7 separate regions of the Mus musculus genome follow, and all the other regions are linked to region 1. Evidence: chromatin contacts called from public HiChIP or PLAC-seq data. All regions are on one chromosome and are shown on one strand. Each heading gives the region's core, a stretch centred on a gene start, on an enhancer-like site or on the middle of the called end of the contact. The rest is flanking DNA. Distances are from core to core; before and after follow the strand shown.

Region 1 (4,077 bases), core at 746-3,245:
CTCTGAATCTGCCTGTTTCTTGTGCTCCATTTTTGGTGCTTTTTCTTCTGTTTGTTTGTTTTGTCCTGTTCCAGTTTGTTTACTTTTCCTTTGTCTTATTCATTTTTTCTTTTTCTTTTTAAAATTACTTTTAGGGGCGGTTTATCTTCTAATTGGGTAAAGAGAGGGATTCTAGGGGGAAAATCATGGAAGAGTTGGGAAGGGGAATCAGGAATCAGAATATATTGCATGAAAATGTCTATTTTTCAATTCAAAATTAGAAAAAAAATAAGACCCAAAATGTGTCCTGTCTACAAACAACAGAGACAAGGATGGAGCAGAGAGTGAGGGAATGGCTAGCCAATAACCAGTCCAGGTTGAGACCCATCTGATGTTCAAGTACCAAACTCTGACACTATTAATGATACTCTATTATGCTTGCAAACCAGAGTCTAGCCTATCTTCTGTGAAGCTCCACTTAACAGTTGTTAACTAAAACAGAGGAAGAAACTCACAGCCAAATATTGGATGGAGTTCTGGGACTCTTACGGAAAAGTTGTGGGAAGACTTAATTTCCCTGAAGGAGACATGAACTCTGTAAGCAGCCCAGTAGGGTCAACTAGCCTGGAGCCTTGGAAGTTATCAGAGACTGAGTCACCAACCAAAGAGCGTACAGGGCCTGGACCTAGCCCTTAGCACCCTGCACATATGAAACAGATGTGCAGTTCTGTATTAGGTCTTGATATGAATCCTCCAACAACTGGAGCAGGATATATCCCAAAGCTGATGCCTGTCTGTGGAATATGTTTAACTGGCTAGACTGCCTTGTCTGGCCTCTGGGGATGCATGTGGCTAATGATGCAGAGACTTGACATGCCAAGTGGGTGGGAGAATACACAGGTCTATTCCACTCTCTCAGAGGAGAAGGATGGAATACTTGTGTGACTGACTGTATGAAAGCATAGTGGGATGGGATGGGGGAGCAGTGACCAGGTTGTAAAGTGAATAAATAAATGAATTAATGAAAATTATAAATTAAAGAATTCTGATAACATCATTTTTGTATAAATCGCACATAAGCCTAAGTTCCCAGACTATATGTTTCCTGTCTCTTTTTAAGTTGTTTAAAGTATAATCTGAGGCCAAGACTTAATAAATGATTTAAGGCGAATATGTAAAATGTGTAATGCTAAGGTGTAGTGAAAGATGAGTAAGATGTTTGGGCTTTAAACCATGTGTTTGAGTGGTGTGTGTATGTTTCTGTGTGTGTCTGTGAATTTCTGTATGTGTGTATCTATGTGTTTGTATATGTATGTGTCTCCGTGTTTCTGTATTTTCAGTAATTAATCTGTAAGTGCATATCTTCTAGGAAGACCTATTATTGCTTGAGGGGTCCCTGGAGGTGTCAGAGCAACCCATGCATAGAGATGAGAATGAGAACGTGGTTCAGATTGACTTCCTCAACCTGGCTCTGACTTGGAGACATCTAAGAAAAGTAAGATTAGGTATATTTAAACACAAAAGAACTTGAAAAAGTTTCTCTAGACAATATGAATTTCCACAATCATTCCAATTCCTGCTTCATAGTGAAGCTTAAGGTGTGACTACATAGAATCTATTTTATGATTTTCTTGTAACCATGAGACTGGATTTTACAACTAAAGGGCCTAGAATCTCATGTAGTCTCTAAGCAACAGTCTTAAAGGATATTGGGTTGGGTTTGCTTCTTTACCAATGTATGGAAGAATGTTTTTAGTGTCAGCTTCTTATAAATACCTGTGCACTACTTCAACACTTAGAAAAGTACTACTCTGTACACCAAAGCACAAGAGCTTCCCAAACTGAGTTTAGAAAGCTTTATACTTCTTGACCTTGCTCATAAACATTGATCCTTAGGCCAGGATACTAAGTGTTTTGGCAGTAAGATCACAACTGTCATTTGAACTTCACAGTCATATCACTTCATCTGTCAGCCAGATGTCCTTCCTGTTCAACCCTTGAGGGGTTCCTTGTTTCCCCTCTGGTGTGCACCTGTGAAAAGGGCTTCTGAGTGGTGCTACTTTTGCTTCTAGTACCTACAGAGAGCTTCACAGCAGTTGCCAGAAATGGATTGGTAAATTTTGGAAAACTGGTGATCCTGCAGTCACACTCACACTAACCTACAAATGCCTGCAGGATACACCTGCAGAGCTCTGCTTCATACCTGGTCAGTTAAGGGGTCTGACCATAGCTTTGTTTCCCTTTTCAGTTTCCCTGTATCCTGAAGTCAAGTAACATGTCTTACGTGTAATGTTCTGTACCTCAAATGTTTTGTGGTTCAGTCATTATGAGGATGTCATTTGGAATTCAAAGCAGTTTTTTTTTCCTATTCAATAAAATGTCATAAATGATGTTTTCTTGATTTGGCCCAGACACCAACTTCTTTAGCTTAGAAGGAAGTAATACAATGACAGAAATAAACCTTTTATAGCTACTCTCTTAAGTAGAAAATGATTCGTGATTTCCAAATTGGATTGTCAAGAGGAATTTAACATCACTATGCTGATCCTGCTGTTAACCCAATGAGATAAAAGATCCACCTGACACCAGTCAGAATGGCTAAGATAAAAAATTCAGGTGACAGCAGATGGTGGCAAGGATGTGGAGAAAGAGGAACACTCCTTCATTGTTGGTGGGATTTCAAGCTTGTACAACCACTCTGGAAATCAGTCTGGCAGTTCCTCAGAAAACTGGATATAATGCTACTGAAGGATCCTGCAATACCTCTCGTGGGCATATATCCAGAAGATGTTCCAACTGGTAAGAAGGACACATGCTCCACTATGTTCATAGCAGCCTTATTTATAATAGCCAGAAGCTGGAAAGAACCCATATGTCCCTCAACAGAGGAATGGATACAGAAAATGTGGTACAATTACACAATGGACTACTACTCAGTTATTAAAAAGAATGAATTTATGAAATTCCTAGGCAAATGGATGGACCCGGAGGGTACAATCCTGAGTAAGGTAACCCAATCACAAAGGAACTCACACAATTTGTACTCAATGATAAGTGGATATTAGCCCAGAAACTTAGGATACCCAAGATATAATATACAATTTGCTAAATGCCTGAAACTCAAGAAGAACGAACACCAAAGTGTGGACACTTTGCCCCTTCTTAGAATTGGGAACAAACACCCATGGAAGGAGTTACAGAGACAAAGTTTGGAGCTGTGTCAAAAGGATGGACCATCTAGAGCCTGCCATATCCAGGGTTCCATCCAATAATCAGGTTCCAAATGCTGACACCATTGCATATACTAGCAAGATTTTGCTGAAAGCACCCAAATATTGCTGTCTCTTGTGAGACTAGGCCAGGGCCTAGCAAACACATAAGTTGATGCTCACAGTCAGCTATTGGATGGATCACAGGGCCTCCAATGGAGGAGCTAGAGAAAGTACCCAAGGAGCTAAAGGGATCTGCAACCCTATAGGTAGAACAACATTATGAACTAACCAGTACCGGAAGCTCTTGTCTCTAGCTGCATATGTATCAAAAGATGGCCTAGTCGGCCATCACTGTAAAGAGAGGCCCATTGGACTTGCAAACTTTATATGCCCCAGTACAGGGGAACGCCAGGGCCAAAAAGTAGGAGTGGGTGGGTAGGGGAGTGGGTGGGAGGGTGTGGGGGACTTTTGGTATAGCATTGGAAATGTAAATGAGGAACATACCTAATAAAAATTATAAAAAAAAAATCCAAGTTCCACTTGCTGGCCTGGATGGCTGGGAAGATGTGTGGACCTGTGACAGTGACCCACAGCAGGGGCTGCATTACATATTTCTCTATCTTTCCTGCTCTTCTGCTGAAGCTGGGCTCAGAGTGTAAATCTGTACATTTGTGTCCAGATAAATGCAGTGGTATACAATTTTCACCTACATTAATCATGAAAACTTTTGAAAAGTGTATATGGTGTCAGCATTTTTCTATCACTGTGTCAGAGCAAGAAACCTGTCCTTACATCATAATGCAATTTTAATAGGAACATTTTGTTATTTTTATGAGGTAGAACTGGGTATAATTGTTTAATTAATCTTAGTAACCACAAAAAACAT
Region 2 (4,077 bases), core at 794-3,293, 420 kb after region 1:
GGGGCATATAAAGTTTGCTAGTCCAATGGGCCTCTCTTTGCAGTGATGGCCGACTAGGTCATCTTTTGATACATATGCAGCTAGAGACAAGAGCTCCGGGGTACTGCTTAGTTCATATTGTTGTTCCACATATAGGGTTGCAGTTCCCTTTAGTTCCTTGGGTGCTTTCTCTAGTTCCTCCATTGGGGGCCCTGTGGTCCCTTCAATAGCTGACTGTGAGCATCCACTTCTATGTTTGCTAGGCCCTGGCATAGTCTCACAAGAGACAGCTATATCTGGGTCCTTTCAGCAAAATCTTGCTAGTGTATGCAATGGTGTCAGCGTTTGGAGGCTGATTAAGGGATGGATCCCTGGATATGGCAGTCTCTAGATGGTCCATCCTTTTGTCTCAGCTCCAAACTTTCTCTCTGAAACTCCTTCCATGGGTGTTTTGTTCCCAATTCTAAGAAGGGGCAAAGTATCCACACTTTGGTCTTCGTTCTTCTTGAGTTTTATGTGTTTCGCAAATTGTATCTTATATCTTGGGTATTCTAAGTTTCTGGGCTAATATCCTTTTATCAGTGAGAATATATCATTTGAGTTCTATTGTGATTGGGTTACCTCACTCAGGATGATGCCCTCCAGGTCCATCCATTTGCCAAGAATTTCATATATTCACTCTTTTTAATAGCTGAGTAGTACTCAATTGTGTAAATATGCCACAATTTTTGTATCCATTCCTCTGTTGAGGGGCATCTTGGTTTTTCCAGCTTCTGGCTATTATAAATAAGGCTGCTATGAACATAGTGGAGCATGTATCTTTCTTACCAGTTGAAACATCTTCTGGATATATACCTGGGAGAGGTATTGCGGGATCTTCCAGTAGTACTATGTCCAATTTTCTGAGGAATCACCAGACTGATTTCCAGAGTGGTTTACAAGCTTGCAATCCCACAAAGAATGGAGGCGTGTTCCTCTTTCTCCACATCTTGCTTTCAGTTATTTTGTTGTCTCTAGACCAGGTTTTTGCAGTTCTGTTTCATTTGGATACATAATTTCCTTTGGGTCAATGTCTTCAGCTTCAAAGTGGTCCTGAGATAGCTGAATAGGCACAGATATAGAGTTAGGAAATCAAATTCAGATTTTATTTATCACAATTCAGCTACTGAATTTACTCGGCACATAGATTTTTCAATGATTGATAGAAGTAGTCAGTATTTATTACATTCTAATGTGTGGAAAGGAAAAAAATTCTCGGGGACAAACAGTAAAGACCCCATGACTATGCCAATGGCAAATGCTTGTCCAGACTGAAAAACCTAACAGGTATTTTTTTACACAGCTGACAAGCTGCATATTACTGTGTTTTTCTATACTTTATACAGAAGTCAACCTCCAACATACAGTGTCCTAAGAATTCTTCCTAGTTTTCTTTTGCCAAGGTCTAATTAGTTGGCCAAGGCTGGTATTGAACTTACCATCCTCTTCCTAATTTCCATGACCAAAATATTGTTAGGATTCATGCTATTACAAACCAGCAAAAATACGAGCAGTGGATTAAGCAGGTACAAGGCAGGGTCCTAAAATGAATACCTTTACAGCTTCTTTAAAATCAGACTTTTCCAGTAGAATTTGCATGGAAAGTTTTCCCACTTGGAACAGCTAATAGCTACATCACGTTTTTGAAATCTCCCATTTTGTATCTTTTTTATTTAAAGGCTACGAGCACGAGCACTTTTCTTATGGAACCCAGGGAAAACCCAGGTATCAGTGCTTGTCGCTGATCATCTTCAGCTCCTCCTCTTCTAGCTGTTTCTTGGTTTCTGAGTCCAGTCATGTGCAGCAGGCTCTTGGATAACTTAGTCTTGCACTGTGATGTCATGTTGGACACACTTTTCCAGACTACAACTTCGGACTCCACAGGAAGCAGTGTGGTCTGCATTATCCTCTGATGCTCTTGAGTAGGCTGTCCAGACTTTAGAGTAGCAGGGCATGTTAAGGGAAGCCCAACTGTCCACACAGCTGATCCACAAGTTCTTGCAACAGTGCTGATTCTACTCCCAGAGAAATGAAGAAGAGAAAGTCTGAAGTCCTTATGAGCCAGCAGGCAGGAAGGGACAGGAGGAGAGCAGCACCCTGGCATGCAGCCAAGGGAGGGGCTGCAGCAGTTCCTGCTTGAAGAGAAAAGCTGGCCTGGTTAGGGGCAGAATGAAGGGGGCAGCATGAAAGTATGAAAGAAGACACCTGCAGGGCTGCAGAAACTTCTACAAGAAGGACCTTCTCGGCCACTTCCGCTGTGTCAATGCCATTGAATTCTCCAACAATGGGGGCCAGTGGCTGGTCTCAGGGGAAGATGATTTCCAATTTCTGTTATGGCACATGGAAGAAGCTATCTGCTCCAGGGTCAAACCCAGACAGCTGAAGGGGGATCACCATTCCAACATTTTCTGCCTGGCTTTAAACAGTGGAAACACTAAAGTATTCTCTGGAGGAAATGATGAGCAAGTTATCCTCAAATTTGTTGAAAGCAGTGAGACACTGCCACAGCCGCCTGACCCCTCCAGTCCCTCCCTGTGCAGGGTAAACTGGAGGAGGCTTCTTTAACCAGCCCTGGAAGATGGAGCAAGGTGTACAGGTCAGAGGACTCACCAACAACTTCCTTAAAGCAAATCCCTCACATCTGTATATTTTACAGGAGGTAGGTTCTCTGAGTTTACCATAAGACCCTTACTTCAACATGTCTCCGGGTGAGACACAGATTGACGAAAAAACAAGAGGTCTGAGCTGGAGAGATGATTCACTGGTTAAGAGCGCTGATTGCTCTCCTGAAGATCCTGAGTTCAAAAATCAGCAACCACATGGTGGCTCAACAGTCATCGTTAAAGAGATCTAACACCCTATTCTGGTGTGTCTGAAGTCAGCTACAGTGTACTTAGATATAATAATAAATAAATCTTTAGACCTGAGTGAGTAGAATTCAAATCCCAGCAACAACATGATGGCTTACGACCATCATTACAGCTACGGTGTACCCATACACATAAAATAAATAAATCCTTAAAAAAAAAAAGAGGTTTATTTTCCTATATGAGGGGTTCGACCTTCAATTAATTTCAAGAAGAGTTACTAGAAGGTGACACCAAATGGCTGTTACAAGCAGTTTTTATACATTTTAGGGGCACAGGTTACATCAGCAAGAATACAGCTCTTATTAGCTAAGCATATTGAACTTTAAATTCATTGGCTACCAAGCATGACACACACTTCAACTCTACCTGGAACATTCCAGAGGATCAGGTGACTATCAGTCAGTACATTCTGTGGTTTTTCTGAGAATTTTTTACTCAAGAATATTCATGTGGGTAGAGAATGGAGCTTTGCCTAGCCTTGATCCTAGGCCAAAGAGGAAAGCTGTAAGGAGGGTATAGGATTGGAAAAATCCCTTAAGAACCTTCAATATCAGTAGTTATAATGCATGATAAAGCCTTAGTTTGGGAAGCTAATACTACTATCCAACTCCACTTAAAGGATGCTGGACCTAGTACTTCCTAAGAGTATTGACTAGGATGCAAAGTCCAGCTGATCCCTCTCTATAATCCACCTTCACTGCTTATAGTTGATAGTTCTGTTAACAGTAATCTACTTTAAACTTTGCTTCACGAATGAATTATTTTTAAAAAAAAGTGTGAGGGTGGGGCAAATAGAGAAGGTTCCAGAAATTAGAACAAGGAGATTAGATTTAATTCAGTAGAAAATTTCAAGCTGAAGGAGGACTGAGACAGATTAGAAAGGCAATTCTTAATTTCTGAGTTAAGGTTTTCGGTGTAGCCCTGGCTACCCTGGAACTCTTTCTATAGACTGGGCTAGCTTGATCAAATTTTGGCTTGCCTCTGCCTCCTAAGTGTTATGATCAAAGGCATGTGGCACCACATGTGGTGATCAAGTAAGATAATTCTTATCCTTGCAGTTGTGGCACATGCCTTTAATCTCAGAGGCAAATAACTGTGAGTTCAAGGCCAGTCTGGTCTACAGAGCTAGTTCTAGGATGGCCAAGGCTACACAAAGAAACCTACCTGGAAAAAACAAAAACCAACTATC
Region 3 (4,077 bases), core at 510-3,009, 390 kb before region 1:
TCCTATAATATTGATAACCCTGGGAAAAGGACATTTAATGCAGGTCTTATTGCCCATCCTACTCTAGGGGTTCAGAGTCTCAGCTGGCACTCGGCATTCTGGGTTTCATTTCTTTTTACAATGTTGCTACAACTTTGTGGTAAGATCATATTTCATGGTTTATGCATACCTTGATATCTTTATCTTTCTAAAGTTTTTAAATATAAAGATATTTTATTCATAAAATAAGTACTCTATTGCTGCTTTGTTGATGAAATTAGTAGTTAACTCACAACTATTTCCATATATTCAATCATGTTCATACCAAAAATTCACTATGAAAGCTGTCCAAATTTAGGCAATTCCTATTAATTCTATGTTCTAAAGATAATTATTTACAGAAACAAAGGAGAATACATTATGCATTAAACATCTCTGAAATATTGATGAAAATCCCCCAGGCCCAGTGCGTGACTTCCAGCATCTTCTGCCCATTGTACCATTCTCTAAGATGTTTAGCATCTGACAGATGTGAACTAACAAACAATATTTCTCTGCTTTTAATATTTTCACAAATAGTGGTCACTATATAGATGAAGGTACCGACTATTGAGTAAACAGAAATCAGAAAAATGTGAGGCAGGAAATTGACAGCTAACTGTAGTCAATGAAACATCACTCTCTTCTGTATCATTATAACATTCACAGAAGCCAGCATGCAGGTCATGCATATTCTTAAACTCTACAAGGAGTTTATAGAATCCGTATTTATTTTTTGTTTGTGTGTGTGTGAATGAAAATATGTCCTTACAAGATTCACATCTCACATTATACGTAGCAGTTTCTGGCCTCATACACACAGAAAAACAAAGGAAGGAGAAACATCAATGCTTTGAGTTCTTCACGTGTTCTACCTGCAAAAACAAAAGGTAATGCTCCCAGGTTGAGTGAACAGAGCCAAGACTCTTCACGTTAGACCAAGGGGTTTTCTCAATCTTTCTCTTCAATACAGCATTCATTAGAAGTGCTTTATTCTGAGGACTCTGGACTTCAGTTAGTTACTCTTTAAGGGTATCAGAGGTGATCTCCCTTGAGGGCTCCTGTGATTCCTATAACAAATTGGTTCCTCTGAGTTCTAAAACTTAAGGAGAGCATCAGGGTGAACACCTGATGAGGGGATGCAAATCTTTCCTGTCTCCAAAGAAACTTGAATTGAAAATCCAAAGCTGAGACTTTGAATTCATTAGTGTGCAACTATGAACAGCCTTACTTCCTCATTCCTGCTGATGATTGTCCCTACATGTGAGTGCCAAGGCTCCCTAAGGGATAAACTTTTCTATCCTCACCCTATTTCAACCTTGATCTGCTTTAATTTTCTTCACAGAGGTTCTGTCTTAGGTTACTTTGAAAGTGTCTGGCCCTGGCGTATTGCATCCCTCCCAGGCTCACAGTCTGACTTGCTCATTGTGTTTTCACTGAGCACTTCTGGTAGGACCATGATTCATCAGCCTTCAGGGAAAGGTTTGACAACAATTTGTTGGAATTATGATAAGTGCTACAACACATCTATTAAGAGTCAGCTCACAGTCTCCAAGGACACCTCAAACAACCAAGCATTACTCCAGATCATCAATGTGGACACTGCAAATACTGACACATACTACGGTGCCTCAGTTTTCAGCTGTAAAGTATTTTATGATGGTTTTCAGCTCTGTTCCATCCTATTATATTATAAGAGGGTATGGCCACTCCTTTCCTCCTGGCCTCTGTGGTTTCCTGTTTGTTCTTAGGTTAAGGGCTTCCTATTCCTGATAGTCAACCTAGGTTCCTTTTAAGATGTTCACAATTGAGTCTGCCTGTGTTTTGTTTTTATAAAGATGAAGAATGTTTGAGGAATAGGAGGCCTCTGTGATGTGGAGAGGCCTTTCAAGGGGCTGCAAACCATGCTGCCTGGATGGACTTGTGTTGAACCTGTATCCCTTGGGTTAGAATAACTACATTAAAATTTTCCTCCCACTGGGCTGCCAGAAAAAAAAAAAGAATGTTTTGTGCCTACACTAGGTGGATCAGAGTTATGGTTCCACTCATGTTTAGGCCACAATTCCCTCAGCAGAAAATTCAAAATCATTATAATATTCACCATCAGTATGCAGCTGTGTATGTGAAATGTGGGAATTACTGAATGTACCCTCTCAAATTGATTCATTGGCTCAGAGTTTCTCAGGGATACTCTGAAAAATTTCAGGCTATTCCCATGGCTATTTGCTGCTCTTCACAAACCGATTGTAATAACATATTGTTAAAGAGAATACTTACATATTTCAGTGAACTTAGGGAATTAGAGCCTTTCCCAAAGTACAAACATAAGCACTCCTTACTGGTGTTCATGGAACTCTATGTATTTTGTATGGTATCAGGGGTGAAAAGTATTAATCACCCAGCTATAAAGCTGGTTACCTAAATTTTTATCTTCCTATGGGTCATGTTTGTGTAATAGTGGCACAGATGTTATGGTATTAATCATTGATTCTTTGATGAAATTTAAGGCTTTTGAGATGGAAATCATGCTGACAGTGCTAAATTCTCAAAGAACCTGAAATTGGATAGAATATAGTCCTAGTGGAAAACCAAAGTCTATTGTTTTAAAAAAGCCTGATAGTAATAAGATGATTTTAATTACATACCCATAAATACACTTAAATCAGGATGTCAATCAACCATCATTGGAGATGTTTCTTGTAGCATATGGACAGCAACATAGAACCAATAATAAACAATTACTAGAGTCTGAGACATATTGGACCAATGTGGTTGTACTCATCAAGCCTTCCTCTACGAAGTGAGGGATCCTTTCAAAGGAGAAGGTGGAAATATTGTAAGAGCCAGAGTTGGTGGATGATGCCCAAGAAACATCCTCATTCAGGCACAGTAGTTCAGATGCATATATGAACTCACATATAATATTAGAACAAGCACAGGGCTTAGATATGTTCAAGCCAGTCTGGCCCTCCTCAGAGAGGGGGAAGTGGACATGTGCTTCCACCTCTAGCTAAGAATATATCTTCAAATGTTACTCATGTTCATAGAAAAATTAGTCTTCTTCAGTTGAGTCTCACTGGCTATTTTAAACATACCTGAAGGTAGCTCCAGGATCTGGACAAAGAAAACAAAAACAATGGTATATTTATAGAGTGTTTGTGTCAAATACCTTTGTTTGCATACTTTTTGTCTTATTAGTCTTTTTATGTATATTTGGTTTCAGATTTTGTGGTATTTTGAGTTGGTGTAGTTGGTGTATGTGTGTGTGTGTGTGTGAAGAGAGAGAGGGGGCAGATACAAACAAAGAGAGAGAGAGAGAGATGAAGGGACAGAAATTAATTCTTGCTTTTATGTTTTTATTTTGTTAAAGAGTGAGAGAAAGGATTTGAATTTCAGTTGATAACAAACGAATGAAGATCTAGTGGATAAGAAAAGTGTAATCAAAATTTATTGAATATAACATAGTTTTTAGTACACAAATGTAGTTTAAGTGAAACAAACTGGGATAAAAGGCTGCAAAACTTGTGTACCTCTTTCTATTCAATAAACTAGAACATCATGGAAAGACAAAACATGTTTGTTTGATTCTGGCATGCTCATGCACAAACTGATCGGAGAGTTTACAGCAGTTTCCAGTCAGTTGCCTCTTACCCAGTTGATTCATCCTATGTAATTTCTGTATTTCTGTATGGACAATAAAAGTAAGAATCTATGGAGAACATTAAATATTTCACTGCTGAGATATTTTCTCAGATCATGTACAGAGTCTTCCTAAGAAAATGCTCCCTTACAGACATTATCAAGTCTAGACACAGACAGACAGGACTATGTTATAAAAAAAAAAGGAAGAAGAAGAAGAAGAAGAAGAAGAAGAAGAAGAAGAAGAAGAAGAAGAAGAAGAAGAAGAAGAAGAAGAAGAAGAAGAAGAAGAAGAAGCTGGGCAGTGGTGGCACATGCCTTTAATCCCAGCACTTGGGAGGCAGAGGCAGGCAGATTTCTGAGTTTGAGGCCAGCCTGGTCTACAAAGTGAGTTCCAGGACAGCCAGGGCTATACAGAGA
Region 4 (4,077 bases), core at 1,093-3,592, 370 kb before region 1:
TGGTGGGATTGCAAGCTTGCACAACCACTCTGTAAATCAGTCTGGGGTTTCCTTGGAAAATTGTACACAAAATTACCTGAGGACCAAGCAATTCCACTCCTAGGCATATACACAAAAGATATTTCAACACATAACAAGGACACATGTTCTACTATGTTCATAGCAGCCTTGTTTTTAATAGCCAGAAGCTGGAAAAAATCTAGATGTTCTTCAACAGAGAAACGGATACAGAATATGTGGTACATTTACAAAATGGAGTACTGCTCAGCTATTAAAAACAATGAATTCTTGAAATTCTTAAGCAATGGATGGGACTAGACTCATCCTGAGAGAGGTAATGAAATCACAAAAGAACACATGTGGTAAGGACTCACTGGTAAGTGGATATTAGCCCCAAAGCTTGGAATACCCAGTATACAATTCACAGAACATATGAATTTCAAGAAGAACAAAGACCAAAGTGTGGATACTTCTTAGCAGGGGGAACAAAATTCTCACAGGAGAAAATATGGAGACAACAATGTGGAGCAGAGACTGAAGGAAAGGTCATCCAGAGACTGCTCCACCTGAAGATCTAGCCCATATACAGTTACCAAACCCAGACACTATTGTGGATGCTAACAAGTGCATGCTGACAAGAGCCTGATATAGTTGTCTTCTGACAGGCTCTACCAGAGCCTGACAAGTACAGAGCCAGATGCTTGCAGCCAACTATTGGACTTAGCATGGTATCCCCATGGAAGAATTTGAGAAATGACTGAAAGAGCTGAAGAATTTTGCAACCCCATAGGAAAAACAATATCAACTAACCAGAACTGCCCAGTTCTCCCAGGGACTAAACCACCAACCAAAGTGTCCACATGGAGGGACCCATGGCTCTAGCCACATATGTAGCAGAAGTTGGCCTTGTTGGGCATCAATGGGAGAAGAGGCTCTTGGTCCTCTGAAGGCTCAATGTCCCAGTGTAGGGGAATGTTAGGGTGGGGAGGCAGGAGTAGCTGTGTGAGTAGGAGAACACCCCAACAGAAGCAGGGGGAGGGGGGATGGTATAGAGATTTTTAGGGGATAAACAGGGTAACCTTTGAAATGTAAATAAAGAAAATAGCCAATAAAAAAAATCATCAGAGACAATAGGCACCGGGATTTGAAGGCCTTTAACTCAACTGATCCAACGTCACAAGAACTCACAAAGACATTTGCAAGAACAGGGCCACCATGGATCTGTTTCTGGCCCTTTTTGTATATATTATACTTTTATTTTAGTTGTTTTATGGGACTTCTGATTGTTTGAATTAGATGACCTCTGATTCATGTGCCTTTTCTTAGGACTCTTTTGCTTTTGTTGATTAACCTTTTCCAACTTCAGTTAAATGCCTTTTATATTAGCTAATTATATTTTATTTTGCTAAGTTCTATTTTTACCTCTTAGAAGCCTGTTTTTACAAGAAACAGGAAGGAAGTTTATCCAGACAGGAGAAGAGGTGACAAGGATCAGGAAGGAGTAGTGGGAGGGCAAATATATATATATATATATCTCCCATATTTATATATATGGGTTAACCTATGTCAGGGTGAGGAGTTTATTTTTAATTTGACATGTTAATTAGGATATCCAATGGGGGCATTTTATTTATTGACTGATTGACTGATTTTTAAATTCCAGATGCTGCCCTCTCCTCTGGTCTTCCATAAACAAGTCTCTCCTTCTATTCCTTTCCCTTCTCCTCTGAGAGGGTAGGTGCACCATTGGATATCCCCCAACTCTGGCCTATTAAGTCTCTGCAGGGTTAGGGGCATCATTTCCCACTGAGGCCAGACAAGTTAGTCCAGTAGGGGAGTGGATTTCAAGACAGGTAGCACCTTAGGGACAGCCCCCATTCCTGTTTTTAGGGGACTCACATGAAGATTTAGCTACCCATTTGTTATACATGCGTTGGGTGTCTTGGTCAAGCCTATGTATTGTTTTTGGTTGTTGTTGGGGTCCCTGAGAGCCCATGAAATTATGGAGTAAGTCTCATTGCAGATCTCTAAGATTCAGACATTTATCTGATTGCTCTATTTCATCTTTTCTAAGCAGAGTTTTTACTTGTTAGTATAGCCCTATTTCAGCACTATGTTCAAAATTGTTTGAGCTTCTAAGTTTCAGACAGGTCCTAATCTGCTTCAACATTTTAGTTATTGATAGCAATAGTCTCACTCCTGCGTACAATTATTGTGTAAGTGTTTTCACTCTGTCTAATAAACAATGTAGGGAGATTGATTTACCCTCTGTCACAGGTGTTCTGCCAGAGGTCTAGCCTGATGAAAACAGCAAAGCAGCTGTTACTTCCTGTTATTGCTTTTCTAGAAATGGGAACTCATAGAGCTGGATCCAAATGCGACCAAGGTAGAATCTGTCTTTGAGAGGGATATTATAACCATAGTAGCACAACTTAAAATCTCTGATGAAGACAACGTTATCCCTAGGTAAACTAGAGCCATTTATCCCTTCAGCTGAGCTCTGTAAACACTGGAGTTACAGGAATTTCTTAAGGCAGACTGTGCAACTTTGTGTGAGACATGACAAGCCTAAATGCATAGGAGTTCATGACCAGCAGGGGTCAGCATGTGGACAAGAATTCTCATAAAGAGATGAGATGGATGGGGACGGGACTCTGTATAATCTGTGGTTTCCTTTCGTAATTGTATTAACTGATCTGCCCAGCTTTGATTGACATGTGATATCTCCATGCCCAAACATGGTAAAGATTCTTTATTAAACACTTCACAGTTTTATGTTTACTTATTTTATTTGCTTTTTATAGTTTTTGAAAAAATACACAAAATGTATTCTAATATCTCATTCCCTCATCCCAAACTTATTCCAGATCCTTCCTACCTACCAACTCACTAAACTACACACATTTTATTCTTTCTGAAAAACCAAAAAATGAGAAATTAATTTAAAAGGGATTTAAAAGCAACCAAAAACTAAAGAAAATAAACTGAACACACACACACACACACACACACACTCACATACACACAAACACACACACACACACACACACACACACACACACACGGAAACCAGTAAAACCACAAATTTCTATCCATCATATATATTCCAAATGTCAGTGAGACAATCAGAATTGAAGATATTAGAAAAAATGTCTGCAAAAATACCATTGTTTTGATTTTCTTTTGTGCTACCAACTGCTAAGCAGATTTTACAAGATTAATTGTGCTTAGTGTCCCCTATGAACTCCATTGGGGAAAACTAGTTTTTCCTTTGTGTGTGAGTGTTGGATGCAGAACTTCTTGGTTAGCAGTGAGAGCCTGTGTGTCCATTTCCATCTGCAAATTTTATCTGAGTTGACTTGGATCATGCTCTGAGTCTGCAGTCACAGTCTCTGTGAATTCACATGTGCAACTGTCCAATTGTGTCTGAAGTACATTCATTCTTTGGAGTTATCCACACCCTCTGGCTCTTATAATCTAAATCTTAAAACTTTTTTATTATTAATATCTCTGTTTTGTTTTATCATGTTTATAAATTCCTCATACTTTACTGTCCCAATTCTAGTCTCTCTGATTCTACAATTCAATATACCAAACAAAATATTTAAATCTTTGAACACATATAAGTGAGAGTGAATCACTTGGTTTATAGATAGGAGTGATTTATTCAGTATATTTTTTCAGTTCCAATGAGACAGTTATAGATTACATAATTTATTTTACAACTGAGTGATATTCATTTTACTGTGTTTATGATTTTTTCAAGTTTATTTATGCTTTGTTGGAAATCTAAGATGATTCTCTCTTCTTTGTGCTGTAACTTGAGCATGAATAACATGCTGTGAATAAATATGGATGTATGACCATCTGCATAATAATATGTAGTGCCATTGGAGTACATGTTTGAGAGGGTTTTTCTGGGACAAAGCAATTTTATTTATTTATTTTTTTGGTGAACTTTCATAGGAAAGTCTTCATCCTAGGAAAGTGTGGTTTAAAAGGATATTTAGTGATGATATATGCCCTAGGGTCATGCTGTCAAACTTCCTTATAAATATTTACCTTTATATCCTGTAG
Region 5 (4,077 bases), core at 739-3,238, 320 kb before region 1:
TAATATCTAGACTTTCATCTTGTATATGTTTGCACTGAGTGGGAATTACTTTCTGTTAGGCAAGGGACCATGAGTAGAAGCCTCTAAGTTTGAGCTCAGCTTGAAGCTCCAGAAACACAGAGGGAGCTTTGTCTGTTCCTGAGACTAGACCCCTATCATATAGCCACAGCCCACCATAGAGAGTTGTGGATATCAGTCACATAATGGCAGTGGCCCCACGGACCTCCACATGTAGATGAGTACACATGGAGGGAATCATGGCTCTAGCTGCATATGTATCAGAGGATTACATTACCTGGTATCCATAGCAGGGAAGGCTCATTGTTCTGTGAATGCTCGATGATCCAGCATAGGAGAAATCTAGAAGGATGTGGCAGGAGTGGATATATGGTTTGGGGGAGCAACCTATAGAAGCAGGGGCAGGTGTGATGTGATAGGGGATTAGTTGAGGGGAACCAGGGAAATGAGATAACATTTGATATATAAATAAATGTAATAACCAATAAAAGACGTCGTCAGGATGTTGTGAGAAAGCCATATTTGAAGGTCCCAAAGAAAACCAGAGGGTCAGAGTGGAGGTAGGAATGATCATAGTGTGTTATTCAAATCATGCAACCACACATAAATGAAAACATAAAGCGTTTGTTTCTATGGACCTGGTTGACATCATAGAGCAAATATTCCATGTTCTTACTCATTAGTATGCAAATAATATTTTCTCATATATACTGAGGAATATTTCATTGTCTATAACCCAAACATTGTCAGTATCTATTTGTCCTTTTTATAAATGTAAATTGATTCCATTTCCTAGTTTCTGTGATTGGAGAAGCAATAAACATGGATGTGTAACTGTCTATGTAATAATATAGAGTTATTTGTGTACATGCTTGGGAAGGAAGGAGCCGGGACACAGCACAGTTTTTTTACTCTTTTTGGTGACAATTTCAAACAGAATTCTAAAGTCAGTATACCACACTAGTGCACTCATATTAATAATGAGTAAAGATTCAACATTTTCCACATCCATGTCATCAGTTTTCCCATTTGTCTTCTTCCTTATTAACATCTGAATGTGTTCTAATTAAGACATTAAATCTTTTTAATGGCTATTCCCAACATTATCATTATCTTCTTCATCATCATCTTCAAAATTATCATCACCAACATCTTGATCTTCAAAAAGCATTATCTGTAAATCAACATGTTAACATATCCCAGAGTGGAGCAACAGACATAGGCCAAGTATAGATTGAAACATTCATCCCTTTAGTTGCAGCCATACCAGCAGTGAAGGGCTAACAGAAAGTGTATGGGGTGCATTTCCTCAGGGAGTTATTGGATTTGGACTAGAACATCCTGCTAGTTTACCCATGAGCCTTTTCAGTCCTTCCTCTCCAATTCTTCACCAGTTGGACTAAGTTCTTATGTAAGAAGTGGCCTGCTCATGAATATGTAAATTACCTGAGTTCATGGTGGTTAAAAACAGGAATGTCCACACCCTGAAAACCACATATGACCAACGTCTTCTCCACAGTCCCTGAACACACGGTCTCTAAACATGGAATGGAGCTGGAACTTTCTCTTCCTCCTGTCAGGAACTACAGGTAAGGGGATCACCAGTTCCAAATCTGAAGAAAAGAAATGGCCTGGGATGTCACTTACATAAATTCTTCCTTTCTCCACATAGGTGTCCACTCTGAGGTCCACCTGAAGCAGTCTGGACCTAAGGTCAGTGAAGATATCCTGCAAGGCTTCTGGTTACTCATTCACTGGCTACTACATGCACTGGGTGAAGTCCTGTAAAAAGCCTTCAAAGGATTGGATATATTATTCCTTACAGTGGTGGTACTGGGTACAATGAAAAGTTCAAGGGCAAGGCCACATTGTCTGCAGACAAATTCTTCAGCACAACCTATATGTACTTCAGCAGCCTGACATCTGAGGACTCTGTGGACTCTTACTGTGCAAGATACAGTGCTGTAACCACATCCGGAGTGTGTCAGTAATACTGGAGGAGGAGCAAACTGCCCAGGGAATGAGAAGACTTAGAGAATATTCGCTTGAAGACTTGATCAGAAGCCGTCATTTGGGCAGTCCATTTTTTGTGTCTCTTTCTTAAAGAACTACTGTGGGTTTTCAACTTTGCAGAAATACATCCATGAATTATATGCTGTTGATTTAGGATGTTCCTAGAGTACTCAATGCCTTCTCAATATCGATAACAGTGACATTTTTCTTCTTTCATAAAACAACAAAAAAGGGAAACTGTGATTATGGATGATAAAAATATGTCTGGGTTGAGTGAAAGTAGAATTTGGAATAGCTTGAAAAAAAGTATATGAATTTGATCTGTAGAATTCCAACTTCTGAGCAAAGAAAATCCCTTTCAAAGTCTTAAATATTTTTTGGTGCTTCTCTGGTACATTTATTAAAGCCATATTATAAATTGTAGAAAAATAAGTGTACAGAGATTTTCTAACACAGATTTCTAAAATTTAGCCAACATATTCATCTTGAGTGTACTCATTGAACAGCTACTGATGGAAATGGGCAGGTGCAGGACTGGTGCCTTGCAAAGCTTTACTTCCTTTTCATCACTGCTGATTTTATAAATGAAGAGGATCATTAACGCCACTCCTACCCAAATTTGCTTGTAAACCTTGATATAGTAGGGGTTCATGGGTACCCAGACTTTTTTTTTCTATTTCTTTTTATTAGGTATTTTCCTCGTTTACATTTCCAATGCTATCCCAAAAGTCCCCCATACCCACCCCCCAACCCCCTACCCACCCACTCCCCCTTTTTGGCCCTGGCGTTCCCCTGTACTGGGGCATATAAAGTTTGCAAGTCCAAAGGGCTTCTCTTTGCAGTGATGGCCGACTAGGCCATCTTTTGATACATATGCAGCTAGAGACAAGAGCTCCGGGGTACTGGTTAGTTCATATTTTTGTTCCACATATAGAGTTTCAGTTCCCTTTAGCTCCTTGGGTACTTTCTCTAGCTCCTCCATTGGGGGCCATGTGACCCATCCAATAGCTGACTGTGAGCATCCACTTCTGTATTTGCTAGGCCCCGGCATAGTCTCACAAGAGACAGCTATATCTGGGTCCATTCAGCAAAATCTTGCTAGTGTATGCAGTGGTGTCAGCGTTTGGAGGCTGATTATGGGATGGATCCCTGGATATGGCAATCACTAGATGGTCCATCCTTTCGTCACAGCTCCAAATTTTGTCTCTGTAACTCCTTCCATGGGTGTTTTTTCCCCATTTCTAGGAAGGGGCAAAGTGTCCACATTTTGGTCTTCGTTCTTCTTGAGTTTCATGCATTTAGCAAATTGTATCTTATATCTTGTGTATCCTAAGTTTCTGGGCTAATATCCACTTATCAGTGAGTACATACTGTGAGAGTTCCTTTGTGATTGGGTTACCTCACTCAGGATGATGCCCTCCAGGTCCATCCATTTGCCTAGGAATTTCATAAATTCATTCTTTTCAATAGCTGAGTACTACTCCATTGTGTAAATGTACCACATTTTCTATATCCATTCCTCTGTTGAGGGGCATCTAGGTTCTTTCCAGCTTCTGGCTATTATAAATAAGGCTGCTATGAACATAGTGGAGCATGTGTCCTTCTTACCGGTTGGGACATCTTCTGGATATATGCCAAAGAGAGGTATTGCTGGATCCTCCGGTAGTACTCTGTCCAATTTTCTGAGGAACCACCAAACTGATTTTCAGAGTGGTTGTACAAGCTTGCAATCCCACCAACAATGGAGGAGTGTGTACCCAGAGTTTTTAATAAAGCTTTGAAGAATCTCAGCAGGCCCAAGGCCACTGGAAACACAAGATTCTGCAACAGTACAGGAGAGCACACAGTCTTCAGTCTTAAGTGACTTCTAGGTGTTTTGCTAACTTGTTTTTGTGGTCTACCAGAAGTTTTAGGCTCTTAGAATATAAGAGGTATTAATATCAGAATGCATAGCTGTATCATTTCTGCCATTGCCAAGTCTACTCTGTTGGTAGAGTGAGGATGATTATAGAAGAGATGGAATGGAAAACTCTGAGTCAAAGGTTA
Region 6 (4,077 bases), core at 670-3,169, 300 kb before region 1:
CTCTAAGTTTGAACTCAGTTTGAAGCTGCAGGGTCACAGAAGGGAGAGTAGGAGCTTTGATCTGTTCCTGACACCAGACCCCTGTCATGTAGCCATAGCCCACCTTAGAGAGTTGTGGATATCAGTCACATAAGGTTAGTGGCCCCAAGCACCTCAGCATGTAGATGAATACACGTGGAGGGACTCATAGCTCCACCTGCATATGTATTAGATGATTAGCTTACCTGTCAACAATGGCAGGGGAGGCTCATTATCCTGTGAATGGTTGATGACCCAGCATAACAGAATTCTAGAGGGATGAGGCAAGTGTGGATATATGGTTTAGGGGTGCAACCTACAGAAGCAGGGGCAGGTGTGATGGGATAGGAGATTTGTGCAGGGGAACCAGAGAAAGGATATAACATTTGATATATAAATGAATATAATAACCAATAAAAAAGACTTGGTCAGTATATTGTAAGAGAGACATATTTGAAGGTCCCAAGGAAAACCAGAGACATAGTAGAGGTAGGAATGATCATAGTATATTATTCAAATCATGGAACCACACATGAATGAAAACATGAAGCATTTGTTTCTATGAACCTGGCTGTCATCATAGAGCAAATATTCCATGTTCTTACACATAAGTATAACATAAGAGTTCATGGTTTTAAACTGAGAAATATTTCATTGTCTATAACCCAGACATTGTCAGTATTTATTTGTCCTTTTTTTTGAAATTAAACGGATTCCATTTCCTAGATTCTGTGAATTGAGAAGCAATAAACATGGATGTGCAACTGTTTTTGTAATAATATAGAGTTATTTGAGTACATACTTGGGAGAGATTCAGCTGGGACACAGCACAGTTTTATTTCTGTTTTTTGGTGACAATTTCAAATAGAATTCCAAAGTCAGTATACTGCACTAGTGTACTCATATCAATAGTGAGTAAAGATTCAACAATTTCCATATCCATGTCATTAGTTTTCGCCTTTGTCTTCTTCCTTATCAACATCTGATGGAGTACTAATTAATACATTAAATATTTTTAAACTGCACTCATCTAATGGGTATTAACATCATTATCATCATTATTTTCTTCAGCATCATCTTCATCTTCACAAACCATTATCTCTAAATCAAAATGTGAACATATCCATAGAGTAGAGCCAAAGACTTAGGCCAATAATAGATTGAAAGATTCGTCCATGTAATTACAAAAATACCAGCAGTGCAGAACTTATAGAACATGTATGGGATATATTTCCTAAAAGAGTAATTGGATTTGCATAATCCTGCTGCTTGACCCATGTACCTTTCAGTCCTTCCTCTCCAGCTCTTCTCTAGTTGGACTAAGTTCTTAAGTAAGAAGTCCCCTCCTCATGAATATGCAAATTACCTGAGTCTATGGTGGTTAAAAACAGGGATGTCCACACCCTGAAAACAACATATGACCTGTGTCCTCTCCACAGTCCCTGAACACACTGACTCTAACCATGGAATGGAGCTAGAACTTTCTCTTCCTCCTGTCAGGAACTACAGTTAATGGGATCACCAGTTCCAAATCTAAAGAAAAGAAATGGCCTGCGATGTCACTTACATAAATTCTTCCTTTCTCCACACAGGTGTCCACTCTGAGGTCCAGCTGCAGCAGTCTGGACCTGAGCTCGTGAGCCTGGGGCTTCAGTGAAGATATCCTGCAAGGCTTCTGGTTACTCATTCACTAGCTACTAAATGCACTGGGTGAAGCAAAGCCATGGAAAGAGCCTTGAGTGGATTGGACTTATTATTCCTTACAATGGTGATACTGGCTACAACCAGAAGTTCAAGGGCAAGGCCACATTGACTGTAGACTAGTCCTTCAGCACAACCTACATGGAGCTCCGCAGCCTGAAATCTGAGGACTCTGCGGTCTATTACTCTACAAGACACAGTGTTATAACCACATCCTGTATGATACAAAAACTCTGGAGGTACAGAAAGCTGCCTTGGAACTGACAAGACTTAGAGAATAGTCACTTGTAGTTTTGCTTAGATGCAGTCATTTGAATAGTGTTTTTTTTTGTGTCTATTTCTTAAAAACCTATTGTGCTTTTTCAGCTTTCTAGAAGGACATCCATGAAGTACATGCTGTTGATTAGGCTGTCCCTAGAGTACTCCATGCCTTGTCCATATGGATAACAGTGAACACTTTCATTGACTTATTTCTTCTTTCATAAAACAACAAAAAAGGGAAACTATGATTATGCATGATAATATTATGTTAGTATTGTGTGAAAGAATAGAACTTTGGAATAGCTGGGAGTAAAACATAAGCTGAATTTAACCTGTAAAATTCCACCAAGTTCTGAGCAAAGAAAAAGCCCTTTCAAAGTCTTAAGTCTTTACTTCCTATTCACAACTCCTGATTTTATAAATGAAGTGGGTCATTTACCTTGCTCCAACACAAATTTCCTTGTAATCTTAGGTAGAGTAGAGGTTCATGTGGACCCAGACTTTTTACTAAATTTTGAATCTTCTCATCAGGACCAAGACCACAGGCAACATGAGATTTTGCAACAGAGTGGAAAAGGACAGAGTCTTAAGTTTTAAGTGATTTTTAGTTGTTTTACTAACTTGCTTCTATGGTCTGCCAGAAGTTTTAGAATATAAGAGGTATTAATATCAGGATGCAGAGCTCCATCATTTCTGCCATTGTCAAGTTGAACAGTCCTGTGATGGTGGAGTGAGAATGATTATAGGAGAGATGGAAATGAAGACTCCGAGACAATGGTTAGAAATAAGAGTGTTGTCCAGTAAATCCTACTGCAATCTGAATTTACTATTCATATATGTCATATGTCTTTTTTAGGGTTTTACTGCTGTGAACAGAGACCATGACCAAGGTAATTTTATGAAGGACACCATTTATTTGGGGCTGACTTACAATTGTAGAGGTTAAGTTGAGTATCATCAAGGCAGGAGAACATAACAGCATCCAGGCCAGCATGGTGCCAACAGAGCTGAGAGCTCTACATCTTCATCTGAAGGGTGCTAGCAGAATACTGGCTTCCAAGAAGCTGAGAGTTTTAAAGCCCACACCCAGTGTGTCAGACCTATTCCAACAGGACCTCACCTAAAATAGTGCTATTCTGGGCTGAAAATATACAAACCATCACATTGACTTCCTGGCCCCTTAGGCTTGTTCAAGCATTTGAGTATTTGGGTGGCACATGCTCCAACACATTCATAGAAGACATATTCATAATAGGTAGAAGCTGGAAACATCTCAATTGTCCCTCAACAGTGGAATGCATACAGAAAATGAGGTACATTTACAGAATTGAGAATTACTCAGCTATTAAAAACAAGGACTTCATGAAATTTTCAGGCAAATGGATGGAACCTGAAAATATCATCTTAGTGAGGTAACCCAATCACAAAAGTACACACATGGTATGTACTCACTGATAAGTGGATATTAGTTGAAAAGTTAAGAATATGTAAGATACAATTCACAGACCATATGAATGTCAAGAAGGAAGTCCAAGGTGTGGATGCTTCTTAGATGAGGGAACAGAATACTCACAGGAGGAATTATGGGGATAAAATGTGGAGCAGAGTCGAAAGAAAAGGCCATCCAGAGACTGCTCTACCTGGAGATCCATCCCATATGCAGTTGCAAAACTCAGACACTATTGCAGATGCTGGGAACCTCTTGCTGATCAGAGCCTTGACACGCTGTCTCCTGAAGGTATCCTCCAGAATCTAGAAAATACAGAGACAACTGCTCACAGACAACCACTTGCCTGAGCGAGGTGTCCTTGACAGAGGAGTTAGAATAGAGACTGAAGGAGATGAGGGGGTTTGCTGCTCCCTAGTGGGAACTACAGTGTCAACTAGCCAGAACCCTCTTGCCCTCAAGCTCTTGGGGACTGAACCACCAACCAAATAATACACATGGTAAGACCTATGTCTGTAGTCACATATGAGGCTGAGGATGTCCTTGTTGGAAATCAGTGGGAAGAATTGCCCTTGGGCCTGTGGGTGTTCAATATCCCAATTCTGTGGAGTGTCAGGGTGGGAAGGCAGGTGTGTGTGTGTGTGTGTGTG
Region 7 (4,077 bases), core at 925-3,424, 280 kb after region 1:
TGTTATCCACTTTCCTAGTTCCCTCTCCAAAAATCCCCTATTGTTCACCCCTTCCCCTGGCTCTCCAACCCACCCACCCCTGCTTCCTGGCCCTGACATTCCCCTATACTGGTGCATAGAACCTTCACAGGACCAAGAGCCTCTCCCCTCATTGATGACCGACGAAGCCATCCTCAGCTACATATGTAGCTAGAGCCATGAGTCCCACCACGTGTACTTTTTGATCGGTGGTTTAGTCCCAGGGAGCTCTGGGATTACTGGTTAGTTCATATTGTTGTTTCTCCTAGGGGACTGCAAACCCCTTCAGCTCATTGGGTACTTTCTCTAGCTCATTCATTGGGGACCCTGTTCTCCATCCAAGGGATGATTGTGAGCATCCACTTCTGTATTAGTCAGGCACTGGCAGAGCCTCTCAGGATACAGCTTTATCAGGCTCCTGTCAGAAAGCGTTTGGGCATCTGCAATAGTGTCTGGGTTTGGTGGTTGCTTATGCAATTGGATCACCATGTGGGGGTAGTTTCTGGAGGGTAATTCCTTCAATCTCTACTCTGAACTTTGTCTCTGTAACTCCTTCCATGGGTATTTTGTTTTCCCTTCAAAGAAGCATCAATGTGTCCACACTTTGGTCTTCCTTCTTCTTGAGTTTCGTGTGTTTTGAAAATTGTATCTTGGGTATTGTGAGCTTCTGGGCTGATATCCACTTATCAGTGAGTTCATATCATGTGAGTTATTTTGTGATTGGGTTACCCCACCTAGAATGATATCCTCCAGATCCATCCATTTGTCTAAGAATTTCATGAATTTGTTGTTTTTTAATAGCTTAGTAGTACTCCACTGTGTAAATTACCACATTTTCTGTATCCATTCCTCTGTTGAGCGACATCTGGGTTCTTTCTAACTTCTGGCTATTATAAATAAAGCAGCTATGAACATAGTGGAACATTTGTCCTTATTACAATTTGGAGCATCTTCTGAGTATGTTCCCAGGAGTGGTATTGCTGGATCTTCCATTAGAACTATTTCAAATTCTCTGAGGAACCACCAAACTGATTTCCAGTGTGGTTGTGCCAACTTGCAGTCCCACCAGCAATGGAGGAGTATTCCTCTTTCTCCACATCCTTGCTAGCATCTGCTGTCACCTGAATTTTTGATCCTAGCGATTCTGTCTGGTGTGAGGTGGAATCTCAGGGTTATTCTGATTTGCATTTCACTGATGATTAAGGATGTTGAACATTTTTTCAAGTGCTTCTCAGCCCTTTGTTATTCTTCAGTTGAGAATTCTTTGTTTAGCTCTGTGCCCCATTTTTAATGGGGTTATTTGAATTTCTGGAGTCCTGCTTCTTGAGCTCTTTGTATATACTGGATAGTAGTCCCCTATCAGATTTAGGATTGGTAAAAGTTCTTTCCCAATCTGTTGGTGGCCTTTTTGTCTTATGGACAGTTTCTTTTCCCCTACAGAAGTCTTCCTTGCATCTTTTCTGTGCACTGTCTTCTCACAGATTTCCATCCCAGAGCTTACTATACAGGAACAGGTAATGAAAATAGAGGCTTCTGCTCCTCATCAAACCCAGCCCTGGGCTTAGACTCACCTGTGGCAGAGGGGCTGAGCCCTGGATTTTGGCCAGGTCTTCCCTCTAAGTGAGTAGCACTGAAAATAAACTACTCACCATGGATTGGGGCTTAGATTGGGTTTCCTTGTTACTCTTTTAAAAGGAAATGCACAGAGTAGAAACTCTGTTTAAGAGGATATGCATAAGAGAGACTGTAGATATATGGAGTGGTTTTCTGACTATTATTATCTTGGTTTTTCAGGCTTAGAGGATGAGGTTTAGCTTCTAGAATCTGGAGGCTCTTTGATATAGCCTGGAGGATTCTTTAAACTCTCTTCTAAAGCTGCTGGATTCACCTTCAATGATTACTGGATGCACTGGTTTTGATAAGGCTCAGGGAATCGGCTAGAGTGGTTAGCAGATATAAAATATGTGAAAAGTGTAAAAAACCATGCAGAGTCTGTGAAGGGAAGATTTGCCACTACAGAGACAATTCTAAAAACTTATTTTATCTACAAATGAACAGTCTGAGAAATGAGGACATTGCCCCTTATTACTCTATGACAGAGTGAGGAACATGAACTGTGAACTCAGACACAAAACTGCACATGGCCAGCAGAGGTCACTGGCACACAAGGATCTCCAGATCAACAGAATTGGAGTAGAATTGTGAATGGCAAAAATGCTCTGAATGGTTTCAAATAAATATATCTTTAATTCTGGGGGACATATTTAAATATAGGATACCATCTGTTCAGAACAAAATGTAGAGCAATAGCAGGGCAGAAGTGACTCATCTGTGGCCACCAGGACCTCATCCTGAGGAAGAATGAAACTGAGAAATAGTATTAAAGCAAATAGAGTTGGGGTGAAGGTTTATTATATTTCTCTGGTTATTGAAACCCCTGCCATGGATTCCAGAAACACTTGGAAGTATCCAAGACTAGGTATATTATGAGAATATCAGTAAAGGGGTGAAAAATACATTCCAGGGTACAATATGCTAACATTATTTGTTTGTAAATAGTATTACTGAATATAGTATAACTCATGTTAAATTCCACTATCAGCTCATTTCCTTTCTGACAGAGATATGTCAGCTGTGCAAGAGGGAGATACTCCCATGTATGACTTAAAGCTGCAGCACATCCTATAGTGATAGGGAGTTGTCTTTGTCAAGGATGTACATTCTTCTTTGCAATGACTAATGAGCAGTTCTTACAATGGGTTTAAATAGGAGAGATTTGTTCTCACAAACTGGTGCTGCATGAAACAGCACAACTTCTCAGGCTTCAGGGAATTTATCTTTCACTCTTGATTCATGGCATTCCTTTAGTTATGTGATTAAACAGGTGTTCACATTGCACAGTTCTAGCATAACCAAGGAGTAAATGAAGGAATAATAAAGTAGAAAAAAAATTAGAAAACATGAGTATCAAGTGTTGTTAAAAAAGTGTGTGAAAGCTGATGGTTAAAATGTTGCCTTTGTAGCTGAAATTTAGGAAACAACAACAAATACCAGGAATGTCCCTTTGGACATAGATAAAAAAGCTGTCACTTTCCTCACAGTTTCATTAGTACCTTTGATTGCCTTTATTTTCTATGAAGTATCATGCACACATTAATAAAAAAGATCATGAAGGAGTTCTTCAGAATAAAACTAATTTGTGGTGTTAATTACACACCAGTAGTTAGGCTTATTGTTTCCTGCACTATTCATTATGGACAAGGATAAGAACTCTCTCCCTTCCGCTCGACTCGTGACTCGAGCCCCGGGCTACCTTGCCAGCAGAGTCTTGCCCAACACCCGCAAGGGTCCACACAGGACTCCCCACGGGACCCTAAGACCTCTGGTGAGTGGATCACAGTGCCTGCCCCAATCCAATCGCGCGGAACTTGAGACTGCGGTACATAGGGAAGCAGGCTACCCGGGCCTGATCTGGGGCACAAGTCCCTTCCGCTCTACTCGTGACTCGAGCCCCGGGCTACCTTGCCAGCAGAGTCTTGCCCAACACCCGCAAGGGTCCACACAGGACTCCCCACGGGACCCTAAGACCTCTGGTGAGTGGACCACAGTGCCTGCCCCAATCCAATCGCGCGGAACTCGAGACTGCGGTACATAGGGAAGCAGGCTACCCGGGCCTGATCTGGGGCACAAGTCCCTTCTGCTCGACTCGTGACTCGAGCCCCGGGCTACCTTGCCAGCAGAGTCTTGCCCAACACCCGCAAGGGTCCACACGGGACTCCCCACGGGACCCTAAGACCTCTGGTGAGTGGATCACAGTGCCTGCCCCAATCCAATCTCGCGGAACTTGAGACTGCGGTACATAGGGAAGCAGGCTACCCGGGCCTGATCTGGGGCACAAGTCCCTTCCGCTCGACTAGTGATTCGAGCCCCGGGCTACCTTGCCAGCAGAGTCTTGCCCAACACCCGCAAGGGTCCACACAGGACTCCCCACGGGACCCTAAGACCTCTGGTGAGTGGATCACAGTGCCTGCCCCAATCCAATCGCGCGGAACTCGAGAC

What was found. HiChIP or PLAC-seq counts read pairs in DNA pulled down with a chosen protein or histone mark.
Region 2: a contact with region 1 is called in a RAD21 HiChIP or PLAC-seq map of pro-B cells, with 2.3 times the contacts expected there. The contact joins two enhancer-like sites. A contact is called at or near these places in 2 of 15 datasets of contacts at CTCF or cohesin (large pre-B cells and pro-B cells) and 2 of 115 datasets of contacts at active chromatin or transcription factors (large pre-B cells and pro-B cells).
Region 3: a CTCF HiChIP or PLAC-seq map of pro-B cells shows a contact between it and region 1, with 4 times the contacts expected there. The contact joins two enhancer-like sites. A contact is called at or near these places in 2 of 15 datasets of contacts at CTCF or cohesin (large pre-B cells and pro-B cells) and 1 of 115 datasets of contacts at active chromatin or transcription factors (large pre-B cells).
Region 4: a contact with region 1 is called in a RAD21 HiChIP or PLAC-seq map of pro-B cells, with 5 times the contacts expected there. The contact joins two enhancer-like sites. A contact is called at or near these places in 2 of 15 datasets of contacts at CTCF or cohesin (large pre-B cells and pro-B cells), 1 of 484 Hi-C or Micro-C datasets (Th2 cells) and 1 of 115 datasets of contacts at active chromatin or transcription factors (large pre-B cells).
Region 5: a RAD21 HiChIP or PLAC-seq map of pro-B cells shows a contact between it and region 1, with 2.6 times the contacts expected there. The contact joins two enhancer-like sites. A contact is called at or near these places in 1 of 15 datasets of contacts at CTCF or cohesin (pro-B cells), 1 of 484 Hi-C or Micro-C datasets (myeloid progenitors) and 1 of 115 datasets of contacts at active chromatin or transcription factors (large pre-B cells).
Region 6: a contact with region 1 is called in a RAD21 HiChIP or PLAC-seq map of pro-B cells, with 3 times the contacts expected there. The contact joins two enhancer-like sites. A contact is called at or near these places in 1 of 15 datasets of contacts at CTCF or cohesin (pro-B cells) and 1 of 115 datasets of contacts at active chromatin or transcription factors (large pre-B cells).
Region 7: a contact with region 1 is called in a RAD21 HiChIP or PLAC-seq map of pro-B cells, with 3 times the contacts expected there. The contact joins two enhancer-like sites. A contact is called at or near these places in 2 of 15 datasets of contacts at CTCF or cohesin (large pre-B cells and pro-B cells).

What each region holds. Positions count from the first base shown.
Region 1 is chr12:114,607,334-114,611,410 of GRCm38.p6, reverse strand. It overlaps Igh. Among named protein-coding and RNA genes, the nearest start is that of Mir7094-2, 96 kb to the right of the region's middle. Within about 2 kb of position 1,995, at least 35 of the 459 cell types and tissues checked have an H3K27ac peak or open chromatin away from gene starts, as enhancers often do. A contact at or near this core is called in pro-B cells, where this site is marked.
Region 2 is chr12:114,187,132-114,191,208 of GRCm38.p6, reverse strand. It overlaps Igh. Among named protein-coding and RNA genes, the nearest start is that of Mir7094-1, 280 kb to the left of the region's middle. Within about 2 kb of position 2,043, at least 4 of the 459 cell types and tissues checked have an H3K27ac peak or open chromatin away from gene starts, as enhancers often do. A contact at or near this core is called in pro-B cells, where this site is marked.
Region 3 is chr12:115,000,998-115,005,074 of GRCm38.p6, reverse strand. It overlaps Igh and the pseudogene Ighv8-3. Among named protein-coding and RNA genes, the nearest start is that of Gm40899, 240 kb to the right of the region's middle. Within about 2 kb of position 1,759, at least 12 of the 459 cell types and tissues checked have an H3K27ac peak or open chromatin away from gene starts, as enhancers often do. A contact at or near this core is called in pro-B cells, where this site is marked.
Region 4 is chr12:114,980,211-114,984,287 of GRCm38.p6, reverse strand. It overlaps Igh. Among named protein-coding and RNA genes, the nearest start is that of Gm40899, 220 kb to the right of the region's middle. Within about 2 kb of position 2,342, at least 19 of the 459 cell types and tissues checked have an H3K27ac peak or open chromatin away from gene starts, as enhancers often do. A contact at or near this core is called in pro-B cells, where this site is marked.
Region 5 is chr12:114,930,267-114,934,343 of GRCm38.p6, reverse strand. It overlaps Igh and the pseudogene Ighv1-41. Among named protein-coding and RNA genes, the nearest start is that of Gm40899, 170 kb to the right of the region's middle. Within about 2 kb of position 1,988, at least 23 of the 459 cell types and tissues checked have an H3K27ac peak or open chromatin away from gene starts, as enhancers often do. A contact at or near this core is called in pro-B cells, where this site is marked.
Region 6 is chr12:114,907,848-114,911,924 of GRCm38.p6, reverse strand. It overlaps Igh and the pseudogene Ighv1-38. Among named protein-coding and RNA genes, the nearest start is that of Gm40899, 150 kb to the right of the region's middle. Within about 2 kb of position 1,919, at least 10 of the 459 cell types and tissues checked have an H3K27ac peak or open chromatin away from gene starts, as enhancers often do.
Region 7 is chr12:114,330,833-114,334,909 of GRCm38.p6, reverse strand. It overlaps Igh and the pseudogene Ighv8-1. Among named protein-coding and RNA genes, the nearest start is that of Mir7094-1, 140 kb to the left of the region's middle. Within about 2 kb of position 2,174, at least 4 of the 459 cell types and tissues checked have an H3K27ac peak or open chromatin away from gene starts, as enhancers often do. A contact at or near this core is called in pro-B cells, where this site is marked.